Regions from separate parts of the Mus musculus genome. Here regions 1, 2, 3 and 5 are each linked to region 4. The links are chromatin contacts, called in public HiChIP or PLAC-seq and promoter capture Hi-C maps. All regions are on one chromosome and are shown on one strand. The core of a region is the stretch at or near the end of the contact, and the rest is flanking DNA. Distances in the headings are between cores, read along the strand shown. Region 1 overlaps Sntg2 (syntrophin, gamma 2). Region 2 overlaps Sh3yl1 (Sh3 domain YSC-like 1). Region 3 overlaps Tpo (thyroid peroxidase). Region 4 holds the start of Tmem18 (transmembrane protein 18). Region 5 holds the start of Alkal2 (ALK and LTK ligand 2).

Region 1 (2,700 bases), core at 16-2,515, 370 kb after region 4:
GCTGTTGCGCTCAGTGCCATGGGAATACGAACCTAAGCAAAGGAAGGAAAAGCTGTAACAGTGTTAACTCTTCTAAAGCTCTTCGCCTGTCTGCTGCTGTGCTCATCTGTTGACGTTCTTGTTGTTTTGAGACATGAATTTGCTGTGCAAACTAAAGCTTAGCTGCCCCTTCCATCTTTCGTCTACTCCCATGCATGTGTAAACAGCGTGGAGAGCAAACGACAGTGGAGACTCCTCTGTAGTGAGCTAGTCACTGACTCTACTGCATGCAGTCTCTCTTCAGGTTTGCTAGCCTCCTCTTGGGCCTGCCTCATGACTGGCCACAGCCAGAAAGTGCGCCAACTCCTTAGACTCCAACAAGAGTCTGAATACACCCTGAGCGCTGTGGTTAGAACACCCTCCAGTTAAAGGCACCACAGCCTCTTGTCTCAGGCCTAGCATCTCTTACCCTCATTACCTCTTCTCCCTGAGCTGCCTTAGCCCTTCTCTCTCCATCCCCCGGCTGCGTCTCCCCTCCCACTGTTGGCCCCAGTCTATATGCATATGAAACTCTTATCCTTTTCCCCATAGGTAGGAATGTGTAGTTTCTGGACAAAGCCCTGTGCAGCTTCCTTGTCTTCTTCTACCAATGGGGTAGAACACAATTCTGTTATACTGGGCAGCGGGACAATGGAGTCAAGAGAACCAGGTCACCAGGTATTAGGAAAAGAAGCCTCAGGATTCATTCAGATCAGAGACTAGACAGACAGAAGCCACTGGGGCAGATAGACAACTGATCCCCGACCTCTCCCTGGTTGCTGGCCCAGAACTATCTGCCCAGTGGCACAGATCAGTCACACTGAAAAAGGCACACTTGGGCTGCCCTCATCCTCAAATACCTCAGTAGGGTAACTCTGCAGTTGGAGACCCCTACAAGATACATTCAGACAAAGGATGGGAGAAGATGTCATGCTGGGAGCAGAGAAATGGGTGTCCAGTGGCCTCTGCAGCCTGCCTGCCTGAGGACAGTCTGCTTCATCTTTGCTGTGTTCGAAAATAAGTTGGTTTCCCTTTCAGTGTCTTCCCTCTAGTTACTAGTTGCACAACAGTTACCTCCTTCTAAGAGATAACGGGGTGTTTTCAGTGGGGCATGTTTTCCCTTACAGCAGACACTTACTGAATTATCACCTTATGCCGTGGATTCTGCATTCCTCAGGAGTCACAATTCTAGTTGAAGCCAGACAGTACAGTGTGAACCCAAGCTAGCACCTAAGCCAGGAAATTGGCCTATGACCCTTGAACTTGAATACCAACATGTAATCATTCTTGGGTTAGGTAAATAAATGTTCTCATCAGAGTGAGGGTGTCACATATGGTCAAATCACAAAAGCACAAGCATGTTAGGGTCTATGCTGTTGGCTGCCTTATCATGCCTGTATCTATGTGAGTGTGGTCTGTGCCTAATTGTTATTTGAGGACACCAGAAGGTGCCACAAGGACTTCTGAGGACACAGCACTCATAGTGTAGTAGCTGCTGTGAAATCAAACATGATCTGAGTAATATCAGTCTGTATTTACACAGGAGCAGGTTGCACCTTAGGGAAGAATGTTTGTTTTAAGTGGAGATTAGGTCCTCAGAGCCAAGGACATGCCATACCAGCATCTTTGCTTATCCAGTGGGCTTTACCTTCATGAGCAAGTGTGTGGACAAAATGAAGTAACACCATGTGGCAGGTGTGCAACACTTCATTGCTCTATGTAGCCATGATGCTTTACTTCCAGCACAGGAGGGCTCAGTATTGTGACTTTGCTATCATTTCTAATATTATTTCTTCAGGAGAAAGATTTCCAACACTGAAGCTCAGTCTTAATGTGCACACGTCATGTCCTATACCCTTCCTGGAACACCCTGTTTCTGGATTGTTGCTATAGTTAAAAATTTATCTTTACCTTGAATATAGTCTCTTGGACAGGTATAAAGAAGACAGGCCAAGCAGGACACTTAAGTGATGATTGGGTCATGAGGACTCTGCTCTAGTTGATAGAGCATTTCAGGGATTAATAAATTAGCAGATTAGCAGGTTTATGAGTTATATAGAGTTGGGTCTGTTGGAGAAAAAAAACAGACTGTCTCAATGTCTTGTATGCTATTATGGGACTCTGTGGTCTCCATATCACTGAGATAACCTTTATCTCTGGATAAGCAGATCTCCAAACCATGAGCTTAATGAGCCTTTCTGGACTGTGGAGATGTCTCTGTCTGGAAAGTGCCTGCACCGAGGCATGAGGACCCAAGTTAGATATGTAGAACTCACATTAAAACCAAGCTGTGTGTGGTGACTTACTGGTACTCCCAGCCCTGGAGAGACAAGGACAAGAAGCTCCACTCCGTAATAGCAAGCCTAGACTGCTTGGTAAGTTCCAGGCCTGCGACCCTCTCTCCCAAAGAAGCTTCAGAGAACCTGAGGAGTGTCAGCTGAAATTGTCCTCTGGTCTCCCTACATGTATACACATGAATCCTTACACATAAATCTGTACACATATGTACATGTAAACAGAAAATAAAAATGAATCCATGAACTTGTCTTTGTTAGTTACCCAATCTGCAGCATTTAGCTAAGGTAGTGGGAAATGCACTGCAACAATTCCCTAAGTATAATGAATATGATTATAACAGGTGCCTGCATGGGAGTTATATGCACCCTACCTCCCCACTGCTCT
Region 2 (2,820 bases), core at 292-2,791, 360 kb before region 4:
CCACTACATATGTAGCAGAGGACTGCCTTGTCTGGCTTCAGTGGGAGGGGATGCACTTGGTCCTGTGGAATCTTTATACCCTAGAGAAGAGGGATGCTAGAATGAGGTGGGAGTGGGTAGATGGATGGGGGAGCACCCTCTTAGAGGCAAAGGGGATGTGGGATGTGGTGAGGGGCTCGTGGAGGGGGGAACAAGAAGGGAGACATTTGGAATGTAAATAAATAATTAATTTAAAAACCTTAATTTTTAAAAATTAAAACAGGTATGATGAGAGAAGAAGAAACCTAGGTGTCTATAAAACCTAGTTATGTCGGGTGTGACATGGTTGCCAATGTAGCTGCATGACATAGTTTTGGGTGCAGGAGCACCGTCAACCTGTATCATGCATTTCTATCTTTCTAGTATGCAGATGGCATTGCTCTCTCTTGTATGCTTGTCTGTTTTGCCTTTTAAAAAATATCATCTTTGTCCTCAGATAGAACTCTGGTCGAACTTTCTGGGAAACAGAGTGAGAGCATTACTGGAGAAGGAAATGGCTCTGGTGTCCATAGCAACAAACTGCTCAGGCCCTGGCCACCCAAGCAGCCGACCCAGGCATAACAGGACAAGGGGCTCTGCATGTGAAGGCCTTAATTGTTCTCTGGGAAATCTTAGCCAACCCATGATGACTGAGTTGTAGCAGCAGATATATGAAGCAGGAAATGTTTTTTGAGAAGCCTGAAGCTTTAGTAATTAAGAGATTTGAAGACCGCAAGGAAAAGAAACACTGGGCCTGGGTCACTAAGGACAGGGATGCCCATAGAAAACACAAGGGACAAGACAGAGAAGAACTAGCTGGGTCAGCTGGACTAGCAAGCTGACCTTCTAGAACGGATTTGACACCCAGGCATCGCCTGCCTAAGGAAAATAGGGTAGAGTTTTAAGAGATAGAATTTGGGCCTGTGATGGAGCCCTGGAGGAAGTAGCAAGAGGAATTACTATTGCATATGGAGAAGTTTGAAAAGCATTGTAGAAATACATGTGAGCTTAATTAAGAGATTTTGCAAATTTAAGACAAGTTAAAAATATTACCATTACCCTAGCCTATTTAGCGTCGTTCTGTCACGCTGGTACTCTAACCTCAAGTTCACACCCAGATGACCTGGGATTTGGAGGTTTTTCTGAGAGTCAGAAGTTAATGTGTAACTTGCCTTAGCAGACACTGGACTATGACTTTGTGTGTGCACTGTGCTTTCTGGTGGCACAGTCACATGGGGGTTCCAGGAAAGCTAATGAATTGGCCTGAGGAAAACAGTGGAAAGGCTTTGATTATGTATTATTGTATAACAAGGAAGTGTGCTACCAATAAAAGACTGAGGTGAACTCAGAGAGTGAAAAAACGAGAGAGAGAGAGAGAGAGGAGAGAGAGAGAGAGAGAGAGGAGAGAGAGAGAGAGAGAGAGAGAGAGAGAGAGAGAGAGAAAACAAGCTGCCTCCAAGTGCAGTTTCAGAGCAGCAATGAGTCACCTGTCAGCTTGCACCTTTGTCACTGCCTGAGGCTGAGAACCCGGAAACGACTGAGGCTGTCCTCAGCATAGCTATACCTAGTTCACTTCATGGAGACCATGTACAAGCACATACAGCGAAATAAATGGAAGTTTTAAAGATTGCTTTATTTTTATTTTATCTGTATGAATGTTTTGCCCGTGTTATGTGAACCACACATGTGCACTGCCCACGGAGACCTGAAGAGGGCGTCCAGACTCCTGGAAATAGAGTTACAGACGTTTGAGCTGCCATGTGGGTGCTAGGAATGGAGACAGTTTCCTCTGCGAGAGTGCCGAGCGGTATTAAATGCTGAGTAATTTCTCAAGCCCCATATGATAAAAAATTAAATATAAATATAAATCTCATTGCAGATTTAAGAAAATACCTTATTAATGAGAGATGTCTTCACATATTACATCAGTGAAGACTTGTGTATGAAAGCCCCTGTTATGGCTTTGAAGATGCTGAACCTTCATTTTTCTCTTAAATGTTCTTCTATTCGATATTAAAATATAACAAAGGTTAACTGTTTTCTTAATACATAATAATTATTTAAATATTATTATATTTAAGCTGCAACAGCAGCACTTACCCTGGGAGCCAGCATTCAGCTGTACAGGTGGGTGGGCTGGCTGGGGCCTTGAAGATGGTTTTGGAGGTAATTCTTTGGCCTGGGAGGCACAAGAATAAATACACAACATTTAAAAATCTACTTTTACTTATGAGAATAGGATGACTTTGCTTCCAAGCTGTTCATTGATCAGGTTTCTGCCTTTGTATTTATTAACTGGGCTCCTAGAAACTCGTATGTATGCAGGGCTGGATGTGAGACTCTAACGTGGCTGACCTAGTGCACTGCAGCACGTGGGCCCCTCCCTCTCTGATGAGTGTGTGTGTGTGTGTGTGTGTGGTCTAGTACACTCTATCAGTACAGCCGGTCCCCCTCTGACAACTGTATGTGGTTTGTAGGGGGCTGTAACTCCAGTGATATAGTCACAGGGAACAGTCAGCAGAGAAAGGCAGTGAGAACTTAAACTCTATACTTCAATTTCACTCTGCACAACAGGAACAAAGTAGGGACCAAAGAAAGAAAGTCACAGCTAGGATTGGTTCTCCGATGTTACCAGACTTCATCCTAAGAGACATACAATTATAGATGATAAACTATTTTTAAAATCTCTACCTGCCAAACCTCTAGGACATTTCTGAAGACGTTACATAAATGAATCATAAAGGAAGTTCAGTGTATTGCTGGGAACTTGCGCTCAGAGCTGTGCTAAGACAGAACCCCTCA
Region 3 (2,893 bases), core at 330-2,829, 480 kb after region 4:
CAACATTGGACCAGTTCGAATCCTGAGGTCTTTTGAGCTCTTTACTGAGACTGAAACTGTACAAATTTGTATTATTTGTTTATATATTATCATCATTTACAAGAATCAGCACTTAACTGTGTTTACATGTAGCCTTTTATTCTTGATTTTATTCGTTTTTTATTTCTTAATTTTTATTCTTTTCTTTCATTTCTTGATTTTATTCTAAAATTAATAAAGTTTTGGTGACTATACTAACACAGATTTTAGATGTTCAGTTCTGTAGGTCAAAAGCCTAAAGTGTCTAAAGTCAGTGTCCCAGGACTGTGTCCTTTGAGAGGCTCTCGTGGGGAATCCCACTCCTTGACTTTCGCACATTTGTTTGTGGTTGGGGTGCTGAGCTTCACACACGTAACACAAGACAGATGCTTTTACCACTTACTATCTCTTAAGCCTCATCTTTCCTAACTTCTAAAGGCTACACGATGGCCTACTCTATGACTCCTCCAACGAAGTCTGCAAGGTGGAATCTATCCATCCATGTCTTCCACCCCAAGTCACAACTCTCTAACAATGGTCAAGAAGGCTCTCAAAAATTAAAGACCCATGTGACCAGACTGAATATCTCTGCATTCAAGCCCAAATGTGTCAGTCTTCCATCTTGGCTCTTCCCGTTATGGCCACAGCAACAGGTCTTTCCAGGGCTCTTCAGAGCCGTGAACAAGAGCCTCACCATGAATTTAAGACCTCAAGGTCTCCATTATTGATCACGGGGCAGTCTAACCACACCACTGCAAGCTGTTCTCTTTACCCAGGTACGGGAAGTGACAAGGCACCTCATTCAAGTTTCCAATGAGGCTGTGACCGAAGATGACCAGTACTCTGATTTTCTGCCGGTGTGGGGACAGTACATCGATCATGACATTGCTCTCACACCACAGAGCACTAGCACAGCAGCCTTCTGGGGAGGTGTCGACTGCCAGCTGACCTGTGAGAACCAAAATCCTTGCTTCCCCATACAGGTAATTTCCCTCAAGTCTTTATTGATTATGAAATGACATGTGACTTTTCAAACACTAAACAGAAAAGCTTAACATAAATGCAAAGTCTCCTTTGCCCCCATCCCCAGGAGCTTTCTACGTATTTACACTCCTTGGACATTCAATGCACTCCTTTTACAATTCCATTTTATGTGTGCAACTTATCCCATCACTCCCACACCATATGGTGTGTATGCTCTAAACAGGTATTGTCACTCAGCAATAAGTATTACTCCTTGCCCATCACCTAATCAACACAAATTTATTTTATGATTTAAGATTCTAAAAGGGCACACGAGCTGAAAGTGACATCTAGTCTCCCCTTTGCCACAGCTTCCCTCAAACTCCTCAGGGACCACTGCATGCCTGCCTTTCTACCGCTCCTCCGCCGCTTGTGGCACTGGGGACCAAGGTGCTCTCTTTGGCAACCTGTCTGCAGCCAATCCGAGGCAGCAGATGAATGGCTTGACCTCCTTCCTTGATGCTTCCACTGTGTACGGCAGCTCCCCTGGCGTTGAGAAGCAGCTGCGCAACTGGAGCAGCTCGGCAGGACTGCTGCGTGTCAACACTCTCCACCTAGATGCTGGCCGTGCCTACCTGCCCTTCGCAACAGCCGCCTGCGCTCCAGAGCCTGGTACCCCACGCACCAACCGCACGCCCTGCTTCCTGGCTGGAGACGGTCGCGCCAGTGAGGTCCCTGCCCTGGCAGCGGTACACACCTTGTGGCTGCGCGAGCACAACCGCCTGGCTTCGGCCTTCAAGGCCATTAACAAGCACTGGAGCGCCAACACTGCCTACCAGGAGGCGCGCAAGGTGGTAGGGGCACTGCACCAGGTATGTGCCTCTGTGCAGGGGCGGTACAGACAGGAAAACCTGGATGCTCCTAAGATGTGTCCGCAGGGCCATTGTGAGCCCAGGGGAGTATCCAGTGGGACCACCATGGGCTTTCTTAGTTTCTGACAGTGTCACCTTGGGATATTTAAGTGGGGATGTCCACAGCACAAGTTTATGTGAGCAAAGTGCTCCTACTACCAGGAGGCTCCTTGTGGCTTTGTTGTCCAAGCACTGGGTCATCTCTAGTAACTGTAAGCCACAGACCTCCTGCACCCTCAACTGTACCCAGAAGTAGACCCTTCAATGGCTGCTGCCTGGTACTTGGAACTCACAGAGCCAAACAGGTTATAGCTCCAATACCCTTAGTAGCAGGCCTGTGAGGTGGGTAAGTAGATGGATTCTGGCTTATTTCTGTTGTGGTAATAATGAAGTTCCTAGTCATTTCTGTCACGTTAAAGAACAGTTGATTTTTCGATCTTTATTTTATGATTCTTTTTAAAAACCAAAGGATCTTAAATGGAGATCCCTGTTGGTCATTGATCAGTTGTGCAAGAGAAAAATCATATTAAAAATCAATGCAGCGCTGATGTCACCATCTCCCTGGGTTGTGATGGAGGACTGAGTCACTTTATACTAACCCCTTCCCATGTCAGGTTAGAACAGGCTCTGTGCTGGGCACTTGACATCATGCCTGTGTCCTCACAGAGACCCTGTGGAGAAGATAGCTTTAATCTTGCCTAGCAAGGAATAGGAAGTGGGTGTTGTCCTCCTGTACATAGCTACAAGAGACAGCCTGGAGCGACTGACCTGCCATGGCCTTGGGCACCTGAGGACCAGGCATTAATCTTTGTGTTGCTGGGAGAATATGAGCGTCCAGAGGACATGAAGGCAGGCAACATTCAGTGCTGGAACATCTTTACCAACCCACTGAAGTAGTCCAACACTCCAGGACGCGTGCATACACGGTAGTGCGCATTGGGTGTCTGTCACCGCTGATTAAGGAGTCATGTGCATGATATATAGTGTGTTAAGGAGTCATG
Region 4 (2,800 bases), core at 31-2,530:
CAAAGATTACTTCATGATCTCCATATAGAAATGAAGGCTTGGGAAACGCTGTGAAAACACAACGCAAACAAACCCAGGGGCAGTATCGCAGCAATGAGAGTGAGCAGAGGGATTCAAGGTTCTCCTACTCACCCAGACACAGGAAGTGCCCGATCTGTAGCTTATACCTCTGTGAGGAGAAGCAAGTGAGAAGGAGGCACAGCAGGTGGAAGGCAAGGAGTCCTAGGAGCCACGGCTCTGTCCAGTCTGTCTCCTGTGAGGAGATAGCGTTAGAAACCTGGAGGGCAGCGAAACGAAACTGCTTTCCTGTGGGGAGTGGGAGCTACTGGTCCCTTCCATTGAGTTTGGGGGTCTTCCATTGGTGTTTGTATACAACCAGAACTCTCAGACAAGCAGGAGCAAGCGAGAGGAAACAGCGATGCCTCAATTGCAAACACAGTCACAGATTTTTATATAAAGATTTTAAAGTCTGAGCACACAGGATGGAAACTACTGTCCACTTGCCTCTTTGGACTGGGTGAAATCTAGAGGGTTATTATCAACTAAACTAACGAGCTAAGTAAAGTCATGTTAACTTGGAATGTGTGAAGCTGCGTACACCAAGCTCCTCTGTGCATGGAGGTCTGGAAATGAGAGCCATCCTAACCTGCAGAGCTGACTGTCCCTGACACTTCTGCACCATGCAGCCGGCTAGTGTGCTTTGGGGTCTTAAGTACAGTCCCCAAGGCTCCAATCTTTCTGATTCTGTCTCCAACTAATATTAAGTTCCTAGTCCCGACTTCTTAGAGCTTCCCATGCCATTTTCCAAGGGCACGGCTCCGCAAGGCAAGACCAGCTCCTCTATCTGGAGCCCTAAAGCTCTTGGGGACAGCTTGAAGTCCAGTTACTGGGTAACGCTCATCTCTTCTGTGCCACATCGGAAAGACAGCGCACTTGAGAGTCTCTCCAGACACTGGCAGGGAAGTCAATGTATGGCGCTAAGACGCCACCGGGGTGAACACTGGTGTTGGGGACTCAGAGGACGGCCGGTGCGCACCCGGGAGCTGCCCCATCCAGCGGAGCAGGGAGCGGCTTCAGGCAGCCCGCCCGCCCCTGCGCAGTTCTCGCAAGAACTAGCAAACCCCACCAAACGCCGGCGCCACTTAGAGCCTGCGAGTTACCATGATCACCGCAGGGATGCTGACTGGGAAGGATCGGACTGAGTATGCGGACGACATCGCGCCAGGGATCCCAACAGCCGGGACGAGTCCGCAGCTTCCGACAGCCGGGAAAGGCGCTTAGACTTCTCGCGAGATCTACGGGTACGAACCTGGCGCTTGGCTCTTCTCGCGAGAGTTCTGACTTTTTTTTTTTTTTTTTTTTTAAAAGAGCGTCCAACTTTCGTTATTGCAGTAGTGCATTTCTGTAAGAAGTGTCAACGTGCTCACCTAGTTCTGTTTCTTCCAGACTGCCCAGAAAGCGGAGGGTTCGTGGGTTCCACAGATGCAGCCGGCGGCTGGGGAGAGTTTGCCAGGGTCCGATGGCATCCTTGCTCCAGTAGCCCGCCAGGCAGCCGGCAGGAATCCCACTTCTACCCCAGTGGGATAAGGACACCAACCCACCCACAAAACTTTTCACCTCAAATTTGTCTTGCCTAAAAGAAATGCAGGCACAAAGATGAAGCAGAGACTGGAGGAATGGCCAACCAATAACCAGCCCAACTTGAGACCCATCCTATGGGCAAGCACCAATCCCTGACACTATTAATGATACCCTGCTATGCTTGGGGACAGGAGTCTAGCATAGCTGTCCTCTGAGAGGCTCCAGCCAGCAGCTGACTGAGACAGATGCAGAGACCCACAGCCAAACACTGGACTGAGGTCGGAGACTTTTATGGAAGAGTTGGGGGAAGGATTGAAGGTCTTTAAGGGGCTGGGAACCCCACATGAGGGCCAAAAGAGTAACTAACCTGGACCTCTGGGAACTCTCAGAAACTGAGCTGCCAACCAAAGAACACACATGGGATGGACCAAGGCCCCTGAAACATAAACAGCAAAGGCGCAGCTCAGTCTCCATGTGCACACACACACACACACACACACACACACACACACACACACACACACACACAACTGGGGCAGAGGCTCTCCTAAAGCTGTAGCCTGACTGTGGTATCCATAGCCCAACAGGCCTCAGTGGGAGAGGATGTGACTAATCTGGCAGAGACTTGATGCACCAGGGTTGGGGGAATACCCAGTGGGGGCTCACCCTCTCAGAGGAGATAGGGAAGGTGGGAAAGGGTCTCTGTGAGGGGTGACCTGAAGGGGGTAGCGTTTGGGATGTAAATAAAATGAAATAAAAAGTCCCAGGATGAATATAGTGTCAGGTCTCACCATGCTGGATAGATAGCAGCTGAATCCTATAATCCACACAGCCCTTACCCAGAGAAATGGGCTGCCAATGGTGTCTGTACCACAGGATTCCTGTCCCACGAAACCGAGATAGACATTCCATCAATAGGACATAGTGAAGCAGCCCTATCCAGTAGACTGGTGCATATGGTATCTGCCCCCAAGGCCAGCAATGAATATACAGTCAGTACTTGCAGATGTAGGATGGGCACAGTATTCTTCCCCTTGGCCATTCACATCCTAACTCATTGATCTAGAATAGACAAAGATAGTGGTGTTTCTATGGATCTATGGGATAAACATGGCCCTAGTAACCTTGTGTGGCTGGCGATGCTATCCCAATTCTGGGGTGGTAGATTGCTCAAGGGTGACATAACACTGGACAGTTTGGAGTATCCACGATCATGCAG
Region 5 (2,827 bases), core at 218-2,717, 300 kb before region 4:
AAAATTTAAAGTTGATTTATCTTTAAACCTGTGTTTCTGAGAAGCAGTTCTTAAAAATATTAATATGTCTTTCAGACACGGAAGTTAGCCCTTCCATCCATATTGTCAAGACCCACTTTTGCTCCTCAGTACACAGTGTGGCTAGAACTCTTTTGGGGCCCACAGTGACAGGACCCCACTCACTCTTCAGGTCATATTGCTGGGCAATCAAACATCCTTGGTTTCTCAGGTCCATATGTCAAGACTCAGTCTCATCAATTCTGTTTACGTGTTCAGGACCCCACCCCTTCCAGTCCTCGTGGTCCAAAGCCTTGGCCCTCATTCACTCTCTACCTTGTAGGTTGGCACTGTTGGACACCCACCAATTACCAACTCTCTCCCCCTCAGATCTACACTGTTGGGATACTCACTTTCTGTTCCTCATAGTCTACACTGCCCGGATCCTCATCCACTTTCCACTGGTCCATTCTTGCCACAGCTCAATTTTATTAACTTTCTGTACTTTGTGGTCTACACTGCTGCGGGACACTCCTCCACTCTGTTCCTCAGATACACACTGCTACGGCTCCCTCTTCTACACTCTGACCCCACAGTCTACGCTGCCAGATACTCACCTCTTGAGACTTTCTGCCTTTCAAAATCTACGCTGCCAGAACCCCCCGCCCCTTACTCTCTTTCATATTATGGTCTACACTGCTGGATTCTCACCCACTCTAAGCCCTCCACCAGTTCTACACCGAGGAACACTCACCCACTCTCTGCTCCTCTTGGTCTGCCCCATAATCCGTGGCCTCTCTGCGGCCCAGGGCAAAGTCGGACTCGCCAAGGAGCTGCAACCTCTTGGAGTCTCCTATGTGGAATTTCTTCAGCTCCTGGACCAGCTCAACTAGCAACCTCAGCAGCGTTTGCCGGTCTGCAGGCCCCCTGGACTGCGCTCGTCCCCGGTCCCCCACCGTGCTCAGCAGTAGCAGCAGCGCAAGGAGCATCGGGCGCCCGGACACGCGCATGGCCCTGGTGGCCTGTGTCGCGGGTCTTGGGACCCGCCGCCCCAGCAGCCGGCGCCCAAGTTTCCCGCACGCGGAGTCCAGGCGCAGCCTGAGCCCGCCGCACAACTTTCTTTCACAGCGGGGACGGCGCGCGGGGTCTTTGGACACCTCTTTGAGATGCGAGGCCACAGGTGACGCCCCGGGGGCTGCCGAGGTCCGGAGCCGCGGAGCAGATGGGCAGCCCTGGACTTGAGAGGTCCGGGCACCTGCCAGCGGTGGGCCCCGCACTGCCCTCGGGCACCTGCGCCCACGCCGTGGATCCCGCGTCGTCCTCGGGCACCTGATCACCAGAGGTCCCGCGTCTGCCGCGCTCCTCGGTCCCCCAGTCCCGACACTACTTGATGAGCTCCAGCCCCACTTGTCCAGCGCAGGGACACAGGACGCGCAGCTCCTACGGGGACAGCGCTCACCCTGCTGCTCCGAGTCCCGCTGTCCTCGGGCGCTTCTTATTCCCGCGGCCGCCGACGTCAGGCGGGTCCCCCGGGTTCCGAGCGCCGCTTTAATTAGAACCACGGAGCGCCGCTCTGGGGCGCGGATATTCGTCAGGCCCCTCCGCCTCTCGCTCTCTCATCCCCTCCCCTGTCCCCTCCAGGCCCAGTCTTCAGTCTCCGCCCCTCCCTCACGTCTCCACCCGCGTCTGGTCTCCCCCTCTCTTGTCCTTCCTCTGCCTCTCCTGTCTCCCTCTCCCGCAGTCTGTTTCCCTCCGTTCCTGTCACAAGTGACAGGATGAGCAGAAACGCCTTTACCGGGAACTGGGATCTGTTTTTGTCTAAATGTAGATCTTGGGCTATTTAAAAGGAGCTGCTTGATTGCCTCAACATTGAGTGTCATCTAGAGTCTGGACTTTCTGAAGAAGGGTTCTGCTGAATACAGGCAGGTTTCTGGTTCTGAAGAGGATGATGGGAGCAGGAGCGCCCTGCAGAAAGCCCCTCACTTGGAGGGACCCAAGCAGCCTACGAAGGTTCTTAGAGCAGTGACACTGCTGTACCACGCTGGACCCGGGGCCTGGTTGGCTCCAGAGCTCTTGCCACTCAAAGCTGCATCTTTAAGAAAGTTTGATCTTTTGGAAATAGCCAGGCACATTTGCAAGGGCTCAGCAATTTACTTGCCTGATTTTTTTTTTTTCCCTCTTGTGATAAGTATTACCAACTGCACAGTTTCCCATTTCATTGGTGCTTTCTGGGCAGGAGCTGGAAGTCCTCCAAGTCGGCGATCACATCGGGGAAAGGTGTTCTTAGTACAGCATCGGAAAGGGAGAAGGCAAGCATTAAAAGCCTTGATCTTTAACCCGCAGTTGCTCAGGCTGCTGCGAAGATGCAGTGCCTTACAGGTGCGCACCTGCACTGGCCAAGGGTGAGCAAGGGATCACTGTGTGCCAGCCCCTGCTCTGCACGGTTCTTGACTTCTAACTCCATTTCCCCTCTCCACCACCTTCTCCCTCCTTTCACTGGTTTTCTTTCCCTAGCAGATCAAGTGCCTGGTAGAGTGGGACCACGAGCTATGGGAGACCCTAACAATTTGATTTTCAAATTTGGGTTTTTTGTTTGTTTGTTTGTTTTAGCTTTAGTTTAGGGCTCCCCCCCCCAGTTTATTTAGTTTTGTTGCATGCAATATAGTTGAAAGACATAGGATCCTGATGAAATGCATTGCAAGACGAAGGAAGATTTCCTGAGAAACAGATCTCAAGCAGATAAGATGGGATACTTCTCCTTCCCTCCTTTTCTCTATCCCTGTAAGAAGGGACGTGAAGTTCTTCTGGCAATAGGGAGTCCAACTGTCCA

Evidence for each region. Promoter capture Hi-C pulls out the DNA fragments that hold promoters and counts their contacts. HiChIP or PLAC-seq counts read pairs in DNA pulled down with a chosen protein or histone mark.
Region 1: a contact with region 4 is called in a promoter capture Hi-C map of liver. The contact joins the enhancer-like site here to the promoter of Tmem18 in region 4. A contact is called at or near these places in 11 of 39 promoter capture datasets (3T3-L1-derived adipocytes, cranial neural crest, embryonic stem cells and 5 more), 2 of 15 datasets of contacts at CTCF or cohesin (large pre-B cells and stem cell-derived epiblast-like cells), 74 of 484 Hi-C or Micro-C datasets (the CH12 cell line, LSK cells, MC3T3-E1-derived osteoblasts and 41 more), 13 of 115 datasets of contacts at active chromatin or transcription factors (SST interneurons, VIP interneurons, astrocytes and 8 more) and 3 of 9 other capture datasets (adipose tissue, embryonic stem cells and pancreatic islet).
Region 2: a promoter capture Hi-C map of liver shows a contact between it and region 4, with 2.4 times the contacts expected there. The contact joins the enhancer-like site here to the promoter of Tmem18 in region 4. A contact is called at or near these places in 11 of 39 promoter capture datasets (3T3-L1-derived adipocytes, cranial neural crest, embryonic stem cells and 6 more), 1 of 15 datasets of contacts at CTCF or cohesin (embryonic stem cells), 3 of 484 Hi-C or Micro-C datasets (all in embryonic stem cells) and 3 of 115 datasets of contacts at active chromatin or transcription factors (the 230-238 cell line, embryonic stem cells and stem cell-derived neural progenitor cells).
Region 3: an H3K27ac HiChIP or PLAC-seq map of differentiating embryonic stem cells shows a contact between it and region 4, with 5 times the contacts expected there. The contact joins the enhancer-like site here to the promoter of Tmem18 in region 4. A contact is called at or near these places in 6 of 39 promoter capture datasets (the 3T3-L1 cell line, cranial neural crest, embryonic stem cells and 2 more), 12 of 115 datasets of contacts at active chromatin or transcription factors (the 230-238 cell line, differentiating embryonic stem cells, embryonic basal ganglia and 4 more) and 2 of 9 other capture datasets (embryonic stem cells and pancreatic islet).
Region 5: an H3K4me3 HiChIP or PLAC-seq map of stem cell-derived neural progenitor cells shows a contact between it and region 4, with 88 read pairs. The contact joins the promoter of Alkal2 here to the promoter of Tmem18 in region 4. A contact is called at or near these places in 28 of 39 promoter capture datasets (the 3T3-L1 cell line, 3T3-L1-derived adipocytes, the C10 cell line and 17 more), 11 of 15 datasets of contacts at CTCF or cohesin (CD8 T cells, the G1E-ER4 cell line, the NIH/3T3 cell line and 5 more), 251 of 484 Hi-C or Micro-C datasets (the 3T3-L1 cell line, 3T3-L1-derived adipocytes, the 63-12 cell line and 123 more), 59 of 115 datasets of contacts at active chromatin or transcription factors (the 230-238 cell line, CD4 single positive thymocytes, the NIH/3T3 cell line and 38 more) and 5 of 9 other capture datasets (adipose tissue, embryonic stem cells, embryonic tail and 2 more).

What each region holds. Positions count from the first base shown.
Region 1 is chr12:30,213,531-30,216,230 of GRCm38.p6, reverse strand. All of the region lies in intron 14 of Sntg2 (syntrophin, gamma 2), which reads left to right. Among named protein-coding and RNA genes, the nearest start is that of Gm32084, 69 kb to the right of the region's middle. Within about 2 kb of position 1,265, at least 2 of the 459 cell types and tissues checked have an H3K27ac peak or open chromatin away from gene starts, as enhancers often do. A contact at or near this core is called in liver, where this site is marked.
Region 2 is chr12:30,942,167-30,944,986 of GRCm38.p6, reverse strand. Sh3yl1 (Sh3 domain YSC-like 1) reads right to left here. Exons shown (of 10, transcript NM_013709.5): 8 at 2,119-2,197. Among named protein-coding and RNA genes, the nearest start is that of Sh3yl1, 32 kb to the right of the region's middle. Within about 2 kb of position 1,541, at least 22 of the 459 cell types and tissues checked have an H3K27ac peak or open chromatin away from gene starts, as enhancers often do. A contact at or near this core is called in liver, where this site is marked.
Region 3 is chr12:30,102,012-30,104,904 of GRCm38.p6, reverse strand. It overlaps Tpo (thyroid peroxidase), which reads left to right. Exons shown (of 17, transcript NM_009417.3): 7 at 795-1,001; 8 at 1,353-1,853. Among named protein-coding and RNA genes, the nearest start is that of Tpo, 29 kb to the left of the region's middle. Within about 2 kb of position 1,579, at least 30 of the 459 cell types and tissues checked have an H3K27ac peak or open chromatin away from gene starts, as enhancers often do. A contact at or near this core is called in differentiating embryonic stem cells, where this site is marked.
Region 4 is chr12:30,582,923-30,585,722 of GRCm38.p6, reverse strand. It overlaps Tmem18 (transmembrane protein 18), which reads right to left and starts at 1,280. Exons shown (of 5, transcript NM_172049.2): 1 at 1,161-1,280; 2 at 133-253. The coding sequence starts at 1,217.
Region 5 is chr12:30,882,964-30,885,790 of GRCm38.p6, reverse strand. Alkal2 (ALK and LTK ligand 2) reads right to left here and starts at 1,467. Exons shown (of 5, transcript NM_001159743.2): 1 at 752-1,467. The coding sequence starts at 1,007.